2 separate regions of the Zea mays genome follow, and region 1 is linked to region 2. Evidence: chromatin contacts called from public Hi-C data. All regions are on one chromosome and are shown on one strand. The core of a region is the stretch at or near the end of the contact, and the rest is flanking DNA. Distances in the headings are between cores, read along the strand shown.

Region 1 (5,238 bases), core at 2,030-4,529, 140 kb after region 2:
TGCATGGGTTTCAGGTGCTATATAATGTTGCATATTGTGTCGTCACGCAAAGCTGATCCATGGGTCCAACATGCCAAACTGGTGTGCAAAGCTAACAGCTATTGGAGTGGTTAAAGTAATGAGATTTTACACAGCTCACTATACAAGTAGAAAAAGAAATTACTCCCTACCCTATTCTTCCACTCTTTTCTAATTCCTTAGTCCAAAGTGAAGACCTCGATAAGATTTCAAGGCCAATGCAGAGCTACATATTCATGCGAGAATATGGAAATTGTGACGCAAAACTGAATAACAATTCATTAAAAACAGTTTTCTGTAATTACGGCAATTGGAAAGAACACAAGTTGGGCCAATCTGTTGTCAGAAAGAAATTCATGACGACAGCCCATGCAAAGTGCCTTGCCCATGTAATATTGTGTCACCGTGTTAAAAAGGAGAATTTTGCCATTATAAAACACGGCACGCTCGGCTTCGACGAAACGGAGGTGTTGGAGAGGGATTCGATGATTTGGAAACCCACATGATGTGCAGACGCTGGTATAGACATGGATTCTCTCTTAGGCGCGTTAGACACAGCTTAATCCTCCGCCGTGAGGATTAGTCTGCGCGGGCACAGCTGCCGTCCGCAATGCCGTCACTGCTCGCGTCGCCGTCACCCATGAGTTCCTCCTGGAGATCAGCTCCCCTTCTGTCTTCTTCGTTCCCATTCTCTCCGGTAGATGCTAGGTGTCGTCCGCATTGCAGTGCTGGCTGGGTGGAGATCGACTGGGAGTACTAGCTGTTGTGACCTATTCTCCCCATTCCCCATTCCCTGCAGTGGAGATGGAGCACGACCGGCTGGCTGGACTGCCGTCTCGCCATCTCCTTCATGGATCCATCGGCCCGGGACACCGACACTTTGTAGGAAGAGGAAACCACAGAAGAGTACGACAAAAAATGGATACAGAAGGAGTTGCGGACTTTGACATCACAACAGGGTATTGATGAACTTCAGTACACAAACAACAGAACAGCTGCTGAGACAGTCCACATAACTGATAATGAAGATGAACATCAAACTGGTGGACTAGTGTCAAGGCAAACAGCTGTTGTGACAGGGGCAACTGATAATGAAGATGAACACACAACTGCTGGACTAGTATCAGCTCAAGCACCTGCTACTTCTCCACCAAAAAGTGTCAAATGGCTAGTTAAGAAAATTACCCCAGGAAGAAACTGAAGATCAGTGCTCACAGGCAGCAGTAGAACTGAAGAACAGAGCTCCACCAAGATCTGTGTTTGTTTTAGTGTGCTGGCCATGTACTACGCGCTCCATGGAAAGCCAGAAGAGGCTATGGAGGTGATGACAGAAGATGGAAGCGGCTGGAGTGAAGCCGGGCACCATCACCTACAATTTCCTCATGACTAGCTATTGCAAGAGTGGCAAATTGGAGGATGCTAAGGTTCTTTACCACTCCCTAGCTGAGAAGGGGTGCTCGGCAGATGCTACCACGTACAAGCACATGTTAGCAGAACTCTGTGCCTATGGAGACTTTGATGCTGGTTTGGGCATCTTCAAGGATAGCTTAAAGAGGCGTAAGGTGCCAGATTTTAGAACAATGAAAGGGTTGGTTGAGGGATTGGCAAAGGGAGGCAGGGTGGCTGATGCCAAAGAGGTTGTTGCAGAGGTAAACTAGATGTGTGTGAAAAGGTCCACGTGTGTTTGGTTTCAGGTTCTGTGTAGAACAGAAAATGTGCACATGAATTTCAGGTTTGTGTGTGTCGAAACATCAAGTTTGCGTGTGTAGAACAGAAAATGAGCACATAAAACTTGATTTCTGAATCTGATTTTGTTCACTAGCTGAATGATGTCTACTCTGCAGTTCCTCCCAGTACCGAAGGGAAGAGAATGGGCAGCCTAGAGAAACAGCAAAACGACAAAATCCTGAACTCTCTACTTGCCACAATCCTGAACTCTCTACTTGCCACAAGCTCTGATGAACCACTTGAATTACAGAGCTTAAGCCCCAGAAGAAACTCACAAGCAAGGAGGACTATCACATAAATTATAGGCCTGACAAAGCTGTGGGCACAATAGAAAACTGAATCTGAAAATGCGAGTAGCTGACGACAAAGGTGAGAGAAAGGTCACAGGTAGCTGACGGCGTCACCTCCAGTAGCTAAATCTCTGTCCGTCGCAGCTAAGAGAGAATCCCTGTCCATATCAGCGACTGTGTGTCGTGTGGGTTTCCAAATCATCGAATCCCTTCCCAGCGCCTCAATTTCGTTGAAGCCCAGCGTGTCGTATTTTATAATGTGATTAATGTCAAAATTCTCGTTAAAGGGGGGGGGGGGGGGGGGGGGCATGCAAAGATGCTACACAAACAGGACATTATTTAAGTACATTTCAGTTAATGATTTGAGTCGTCCAAATCCATATCTAAATTGCACATATAATATTGTGTCACCACCTGCAGTAAAAGCTAGATAATTCATCTTTGCAACAAGAACACTGCAAACAGGGAAAATAAGGATAAACACGAAGTGGTTGGTTTCTTACGCATATGGCCTCGTCGTCGGTTTCAAGCGTGCAGGTCCTCGCCGGATGCTCCGGTGTGCCTCTGTGGTCAATGCAAGCTGCGGGGTGGGAAACAGAACAAGGGAGAAAGTTGAGGCTGAGGTTCGCGTCAACGAGGGTGTACCCAAACCCAAGCAAGCGCCTGCAAAACAAGCATCCATACCGAGATTAAAGGTGCGCTTGTAGCCCTTGATGAAGCCGAGGATTTTGTCGTCGAAGTCGAAGCCGGGGTTCCAGATGAGGGAGCCGTAGCCGAAGACCCACAGCACCATCGCGCAGCCTGTGGCGTATCCGATCCCCCTGCGGAAACAGATGCAGAGGCGAGGGTCAAAAATCCACCGTCCCAATCCGAACCATGGTTGCCACCGCGAAGACGGAACCCTCGAGAAAATGAAATCCCAAACACCAAAACCCAATGCGCGCGCGGGAGTATGCAGAGCAGTCTCCGAATCCGACCGCCACACCGCGTACCAATCCAACCCCACCGAAGAATCCCCGTCCATCGAAGACGGTCGGTTGCAGCAATCACCATTCACCTACCTGGAGGAGGAGAGGGCGGAGGTGGGGCGCGGCCGGCAAGAACGACGCGTCGACGGGCACGGGCGGGCGGGCAGGAAGGATCTGAGATTTTGGGGTCCTGTCCCGTTCCCGTCCCGAGCCCCCGCACGGCTCGGTCTTCGGTCTTCCTGCCCTCCTCGCCGACCTGCCTGCCTGGGAATTCGGATGAGAGAAAAAAAGGAGGAAGAAGAGGTGGGTGCGGGACCGCCTTTATATCCCGCCGGACGCCAGCGTACACACGGACCGGGGGGACACGTCAGGCCAGGCGCAGCGAGCGAGGGGATGAGGATCAGGACGGTGGTCACCGGCACGTGATGGCACCCCGGCCTCTCCTGCCGCACCCGGCCGTTTTCCACGGGATCTCGTAGGAAAATGAGCCCCCCTTTTTTTCCTCTCGTGTGTGCGGTTTTGGGGAGGGGGGCATGCACGTGAGAAGGGCATGGGCGCTGTACGGATTTGGGCGGCTCGGAGAAAGGGTTGCTTGCCGCTCGGTTCAAAGTTCAAACGACCAGCAGGTGCAATGAATCTAGACGGGTTTAGGTAGCAGGGGGGCATGGAGATGCTTTGTTCAATGAACGAGGGGGTCAAGGCATTACAACCCTGAGACTCTTACTCACATTTCAAAGTATTAAGAAACAACTAAAAACTGAATAATACTCCATTCTTTCTAAAATATAAGGCATAATTAATTTTTGTTTTTGTCTCTATGCACACGTATATCGATATAGTGATATAGAGAGAATCAAATACATTTATTGGTCTTTAATCTAAATTTAGTCATGTCTTATATACCGGAACGGAGAGAGTACAATCCTAACTCTTTAACATATGTATAAAGACTCAATAGTCAGTTGCTCGTACGTTGCGACGGCTCACAACAATACGCACGTAAACTATCCACCAAAAATATCTCAAGATTTTTTTATTGATTGTCCCCGCTCTCCGCATATATATTTTTTGATTTGACTAACAGAGTCGACATCGTGGTAAAGGAAAGACCATGTAGACATGTGATGTCGAGCCATCGAATGGGTACTGTTGGGTCTATGCTTCGTCGCCGAAGGTCTTACAGGAAGAAGTGGTCTTCGGCTGAAGCTGTTTATATAAGATAGCCGAAGGTTCCTCTTCGTGAAGCTTCGGCATTACAAACCGACTTAAAGATAGAATGACCTTCTAGTCCATAAAGGTCTGAGTCAATGTTGTAAGTTTTTATAAGGGGTATACTTGTAATTCCTCACAGGCTGCGTCCTGTGCCTATAAATAGTGAACAGTATTCCGTTACTGTTCACAGATTCTGGATTGCAATCGCATCTCTCGGAATTCAACCTTTGCCAAGGCATAGGTATTATTGTATTTAATAATTCAATATAATGAATAAATATAATATAATTTATTTACTCATCTTATACCTTTTTTATATTATCTTATGAATATCCATTGAAGTTTTATTACGAAGGTTTAACTTCGTAATTATACTCTTTCCAACCTTCGTCCAAGATTCTTTATCCCGAAGGGAATAATGTCTTAAGGACGAAGGATGTTATTATTTAATATTTTATGTTGCCTTGCTCTTGATTCATAGCATTTGAGAGCAAGTCTCCAACATAGAAGCTGCAAGAAGGGCCGAAGGCAATTGGACTGACTCAAAAGCAATCCATAACATAGATGGAGCCGAAGCCTGTGAACAGTACAAGTTCAGAAGGGAGAAAGCAGCTTCAGCAGATCAGCCAAAGCCTATGCTCTTATGTGAGGACATAGCAGAGCAGAAGGTGCTGTTAGGCTCTCAATTATCCGAAGAGCAGGAAAAAACCTTGATAAGGTTTTTGTTCAATAACAAGGATGTTTTTGCATGGTCAGCCAATGATCTCTGCGGAGTTAATAGAGATGTTATTGAGCACTCGCTCAATGTCGATCCATCCTTCAGACCCAGAAAGCAAAGGCTTCGGAAAATGTCAGATGATAAGGCCGAAGGTGCTCGCAACGAAGTCAAAAGACTCCTCAGTGCAGGAGTTATCAGAGAAGTGAAGTACCCAGAATGGCTAGCTAACACTGTTATGGTAAAAAAGGCCAATGGCAAGTGGCGAATGTGCATCGATTTTACAGATCTTAACAAGGCTTGTCCG
Region 2 (5,289 bases), core at 861-3,360:
TCCGATCTTTTGTTATATCCAAACCTACAAAGTCGAGGAAGTGCATGTTTAATTGCTTACATAACATTAAACATATAAGGCTGTCTAAATGCAAAAGATAGCAAAATAACTATTTTTTAGTTGACTATCTATCCACAAAACAATCTGGAAACATTAAAAAATATTATTTCTAAGATGTAACAACTCTTTCCAGCATTAACATATTCACAGAAATCATTATGAAATATTCCGATTTTTTTTTTGCACTTTAAGTAGATCTTCTTATAGACAACACAAGTTTTCTCAAAAAATGTAAAATTGAATCCCTCACGGTCTGGAATTTGTCCAGTTGTGCAATAGAAATCTATGACAGGCCATATTCACTATGCAAAAGCACATCATATGAAACCATGAATGGCACTACAATTTGTATGTTCTGAAAAGTATGGACAAATTCTTCGAAAAAAATCATGGAAAACCCATGCTATGCAACACACGAGCTGTTAAAAGTTATTACAGAACATAATATTGTAATTTAAAATTATATTGTAATTTAAAATTATATTATGAAAACAAACAAACAAGTAAATAATAATGCACCACCGAAACTGAATTCCCTGATGATTTTCAGATTAAAGAATGTATAAGTTTAGAAAAGACTCACCGGTCATTTCCAAGTCTATCCACACCAAAGGCATCCTGTAATCACTAGATGATGATACAAGTGCTGCCTCCTCATAGTTTACTGCAGTTGTGTCATTCTGCTCATTTTTATCTGGAAAGAAAATGAAATTTCCAATTAAATCAATGTTTTTGATAAAAAATGAAGATTTGGAACAGCTACAGTAGCATGTGGTCATAAACAATGACACATAATACGTGCTGTCAAAAGTAAAAAATGAGGTTCTTCTACCAAAAATATATTAATTGTCTCTCCGTTGCTACAATAATCTAATTCAAAACTTTAGGTAAAAACAGGTTTCCCAATAGTGCTAGCACCAAAAAAAATGGTGCCAGCAATGCGTTCCTCAAATGCAGGGTCAAATTTGCTTTTAGCACTGGGCCCCTAAATTACTGAGTAGAACTTTCTGTTTCGAATAAAAAACAGGACAAAGACAAGAAGGGCTCAATAACCTTGGCAAATTGCTGCATATTACCAAGACATTAGAGTATATAATCATCATGCAATGACAAAAATCTGGTCGGTACTATTTTCTCATCAATTTAATTGTCCTTGTAGACTCATCTTGACCACCAAATAGGTGTAGCCAATTAAACTTGCAGGGATATAAATGAACCAGAAATGCAATTCCCATGGAGAATAAAGAAAGAACACTACTTAATATATCCACAAGTTCCATTCAAGATGGAAGGGCTAAAAGAGCACCAACCAGGTTTGCTTGCAGCAGTTTTGTCTGTGCTGGAAGACGCCTGTGGTACTTCAGCTCGGCCAACATCTTCATTGCTTTCAGCATCCAGACAAAGAGCCGAGAACATATTTGCAAGCTTACTCATTTAAAAAAATATTGATCTTGAGCTGATACAGTTGAATCCTGCAATTCAGGGTCGGACCCAGTAAAAAAATATTGATCTTGAGCTGATACAGTAACTCTAACAAAATCCTCCCATACTTTAGACTTCAACTTCCTCTTACACCCAACCTGTGCAGCATCATCTATTTCAACAACATCATTCCTTGTCCCTTGGGTTGCTGCATCAGATGGAGTGGGATCTCTAGAGCTACCAGCATCAGCAGGAGCTGCTCCTATGCCACTGCGACGACTGCTACTGTCTTGTGGAGTTGACATTGGGCTTCTAACTAAGTACTGACTACTGAGTACCTGAGGGTCTGAAGGGCGGCGTTGATCTGCTGGTCGATCCGCGGTGAAGCCGTCGATCTGCTGGTCCGAGGGCCTTGCGTGAGCGCTGCGCCGCGCGACGGGAGGAACGACGAGTGGGGGCCGACGGACGGCGCAGCTCGGGGGCGCAGCCGCGCAGCTCGGGCCTCGGGGACGGCGCAGGCGCAGCTCGGGCCACGACGGACGACGCAGGCACAGCTCGGGCCTCGGGGACGGCGCAGGCGCGCAGCTTGGGGGCGCAGCCGCGCAGCTCGGGGCGGGAGCGGGGCAGCGGGCTGGGCGGTTGGCGGCTGGCGGGTGGGAACTGGGAAGTGGGAACTTAGGGTGCCGGCTGGGCGCAGGGCGCTGGCGGGTGGGCGGCCGTGAAATTAGGGTTAGCCGGTTAGGGAACTTTGGTTCGTGGAATAGAATGAGTTATCCATTATCACCATATTTCTCATAAGCTAATAATTAGTATATAAATAAGGAGTGGATTGATTTCATTAAAATTGATGGAATGAACCTATAATGCATGACCTCGTGAAGTATAGAATGACTCCACAAACCAAACACACCATTAGGTTTAGTGCCCGTTCGATTCTTCCGGAATGCTTTAGTGGATTGGTTCCGGATTGAAATAGTTCACAAATTTGTATTAGCTTGATAAGTTGAAATGGTTCTGGCCTCTAATCTGGACTAAACGAACAGAGCCTCAGGAGAATACGAACGGGACGGCCCAACCGCGAGTCCACTGCTTTGGGCTTTTTTTTTCTTTGCTTCATGGGCCAAAAACTCAACATGTAAAATTGTGAATTAATATTTTAGGTATCCAGTGGATATCTATGGGTAAAATATACTATTCGTACCCTACCCGACGTATTTCGGGTACCCGACCCGATAGGATCCACGGGTGAGTTTTCCAACCCGTATCCATGTCCACGGGGTACGAAACCCATGGGTATCCATACCCACCAGTCCAATTGTCATCCCTAATTCCATCCTGTTATTCAATATTACTACATTTACTTGTTACTTGTACAATAGCTCTTGATTTTTTATGTCTATATTCAAATCTCTACTACTTATTAAGGCTGTAAAAGTAGCCTGTCGTTTTGCCGTTATGTAATCTCAACCGTCTATTTTATCATTATGCTTTTCAACCGTCTGATCCCACCAGTCGTCCGATCACGCGACCCACCCGCACGGTTGTACCCAATCCCTAACCTCCCAATGCTCCCAACTGCTAGCACGTCGACGCCTCCTCTTTCTCCCCCGCAAGTCCCCAACCCTCCACGGCTCCGATCCGCCTCCGCGCCGCCCCCGCTTCCCACCCACGCTAAGCCCGATGACGAGGACGTCGATGAGGCCCGCGTGACGATGGCCTTCGCGGCTCCAATCCACCTCCGTGCCACCCTCGCTCCCCGCCCGTGTTGAGCCCGAGGAGGACAAGGAGGGCAGCGACGCCAAGGTGGAAGGGACAGGCAGCGCTCGCGGTTGCTGTGAAATCTCTGAGTGGGGAGGCAGTCGCCGCGGTGGGTAGTCCGGCTTGGGCGAGGTGGTGTGGACTGCTGCGGGTCCATCGGTGTTGGTGCGGGAGCGCGTGCCAGGGTCGGATGGCGTCCTAGATCGGCTCTTTCGTCGGAAGGTTGCAGGCGGCGACGCGCACATTCGTGGAGCGGGTCTACGTCGAGAACCGAAGGCCTTCGCCGAGGAGGGTGTGGTCGCCGGCAGCTACAAGGTGCGGTGGGTCAGAGGCGGCGCACGAGGACATCCATAGCCTGCGGCGTCGTGGGCGTGTGCTCATTGTTGTTTCCCCCAGAAGCAGCCATGCTGAAAGGGAATTAGGCTTACACCTAGTTCCTATATAATTTTGGTGGTTGAATTGCCCAACACAAATCTTTGGACTAACTAGTTTGTTCTAGTGTATAAGTTATACAGGTGTCAAAGGTTCACAACATAGCCAATAAAATGACCAAGTGTTGGGTTCAACAAAAGGGCAAAGAGCCAACCGTAGGCCCTCTGGTCTGGGCGCACCGGACTGTCCGGTGTGCCACCGGACAGTGTCCGGTGCACCACCGGACAGTGTCCGGTGCACCAGGGGACTCCAGCTCGAACTCGCCACCTTCGGGAATTTCCAGGGGCTCTCGCGCTATAATTCACCGGACTGTCCGGTGTACACCGGACAGTGTCCGGTGCGCCATGGAGAAGCGGCCTCAGGAACTCTTCAGCTTCGGGAAAAGCCGACGGCTCGTCCGCTATAATTCACCGGACATGTCCGGTGTGCACCGGACTGTCCGGTGTGACTCCAGCGCAACGGCTATCCCGCGCCAACGGCTACCTGCAGAGGCATTAAATGCGCCGCAGCGCGCGCAGACGTCAGGTTTGCCCATACTGGCGCACCGGACAATGAACAGGAGCTGTCCGGTGCGCCACCGGACATCAAGGGTGGCCCACAAGTCAGAACTCCAACGGTCAGATTCCAACGGCACTGATGACGTGGCAGGGGCACCGGACATGTCCGGTGTGCACCGGACTGTCCGGTGCGCCATCGAGCAGACTGGCTCCCCAACGGCCACATTTGGTGGTTGGGGCTATAAATACCCCAACCACCCCACATTCATTGCCATCCAAGTTTTCCAACTTCTAACCACTTACAAGAGCTAGGCATTCAATTCTAGACACATACAAAGAGATCAAATCCTCTCCAATTCCACTCAAGCATTTAGTGACTAGCGAGAGAGATTTGCCGTGTTCTTTTGAGCTCTTGCGCTTGGATCGCATTCTTTCTTTCTCTTTTGCTCTTGTGATCAACACTCAATTGTAACCGAGGCAAGAGGCACCGATTGTGTGGTGGCCCTTGCGGGGAAGTTTTGTTCCCGGTTGATTGAGAAGAAGGAAAGCTCACTCGGTCCGAGGGACCGTTTGAGAGAGGGAAGGGTTGAAAGAGACCCGGCCTTTGTGGCCTCCTCAACGGGGAGTAGGTTTGCAAGAACCGAACCTCGGTAAAACAAATCCACGTGTCACTCTCTTTATTTGATTGCGATTTGTTTTGCTCCCTCTCTTGCGAACTCATTTATTATTACTAACGCTAACCCCGGCTTGTAGTTGTGATTATTTTTGTAAATTTCAGTTTCGCCCTATTCACCCCCCCTCTAGGCGACTATCAATTGGTATCAGAGCCCGGTGCTTCATTAGAGCCTAACCGCTCGAAGTGATGTCGGGAGATCACGCCAAGAAGGAGATGGAGACCGGCGACGACAAGCCCACTACAAGCCAAGGGAGCACTTCATCTTCATCGGAAGAGTCCCGCACCAAGAGAAGAGAGAAGAAGAAGAAATCCTCCAAGCGGAAGGAGAAAAGATCTTCCTCTTCTCACCATAAGGAGAAGAAGGAAAAATCTTCTCACAAGCCGCATCGGAGTGGGGACAAGCACAAAAGGATGAGGAAGGTGGTCTTCTACGAGACCGACACT

What was found. Hi-C and Micro-C count contacts between places; a contact is called where the count stands out from the background.
Region 1: a contact with region 2 is called in a Hi-C map of ear, with 1.7 times the contacts expected there. The contact joins the promoter of LOC100193117 here to the promoter of LOC100192839 in region 2. A contact is called at or near these places in 3 of 25 Hi-C or Micro-C datasets (ear, leaf and tassel).

Annotation. Positions count from the first base shown.
Region 1 is chr5:162,872,666-162,877,903 of Zm-B73-REFERENCE-NAM-5.0, forward strand. It overlaps LOC100193117, which reads right to left and starts at 3,280. Exons shown (of 8, transcript NM_001138278.1): 1 at 3,098-3,280; 2 at 2,721-2,857; 3 at 2,540-2,616. The coding sequence starts at 2,829.
Region 2 is chr5:162,736,068-162,741,356 of Zm-B73-REFERENCE-NAM-5.0, forward strand. LOC100192839 reads right to left here and starts at 2,111. Exons shown (of 9, transcript NM_001138030.1): 1 at 1,821-2,111; 2 at 1,371-1,532; 3 at 644-754; 4 at 1-24. The coding sequence starts at 1,494.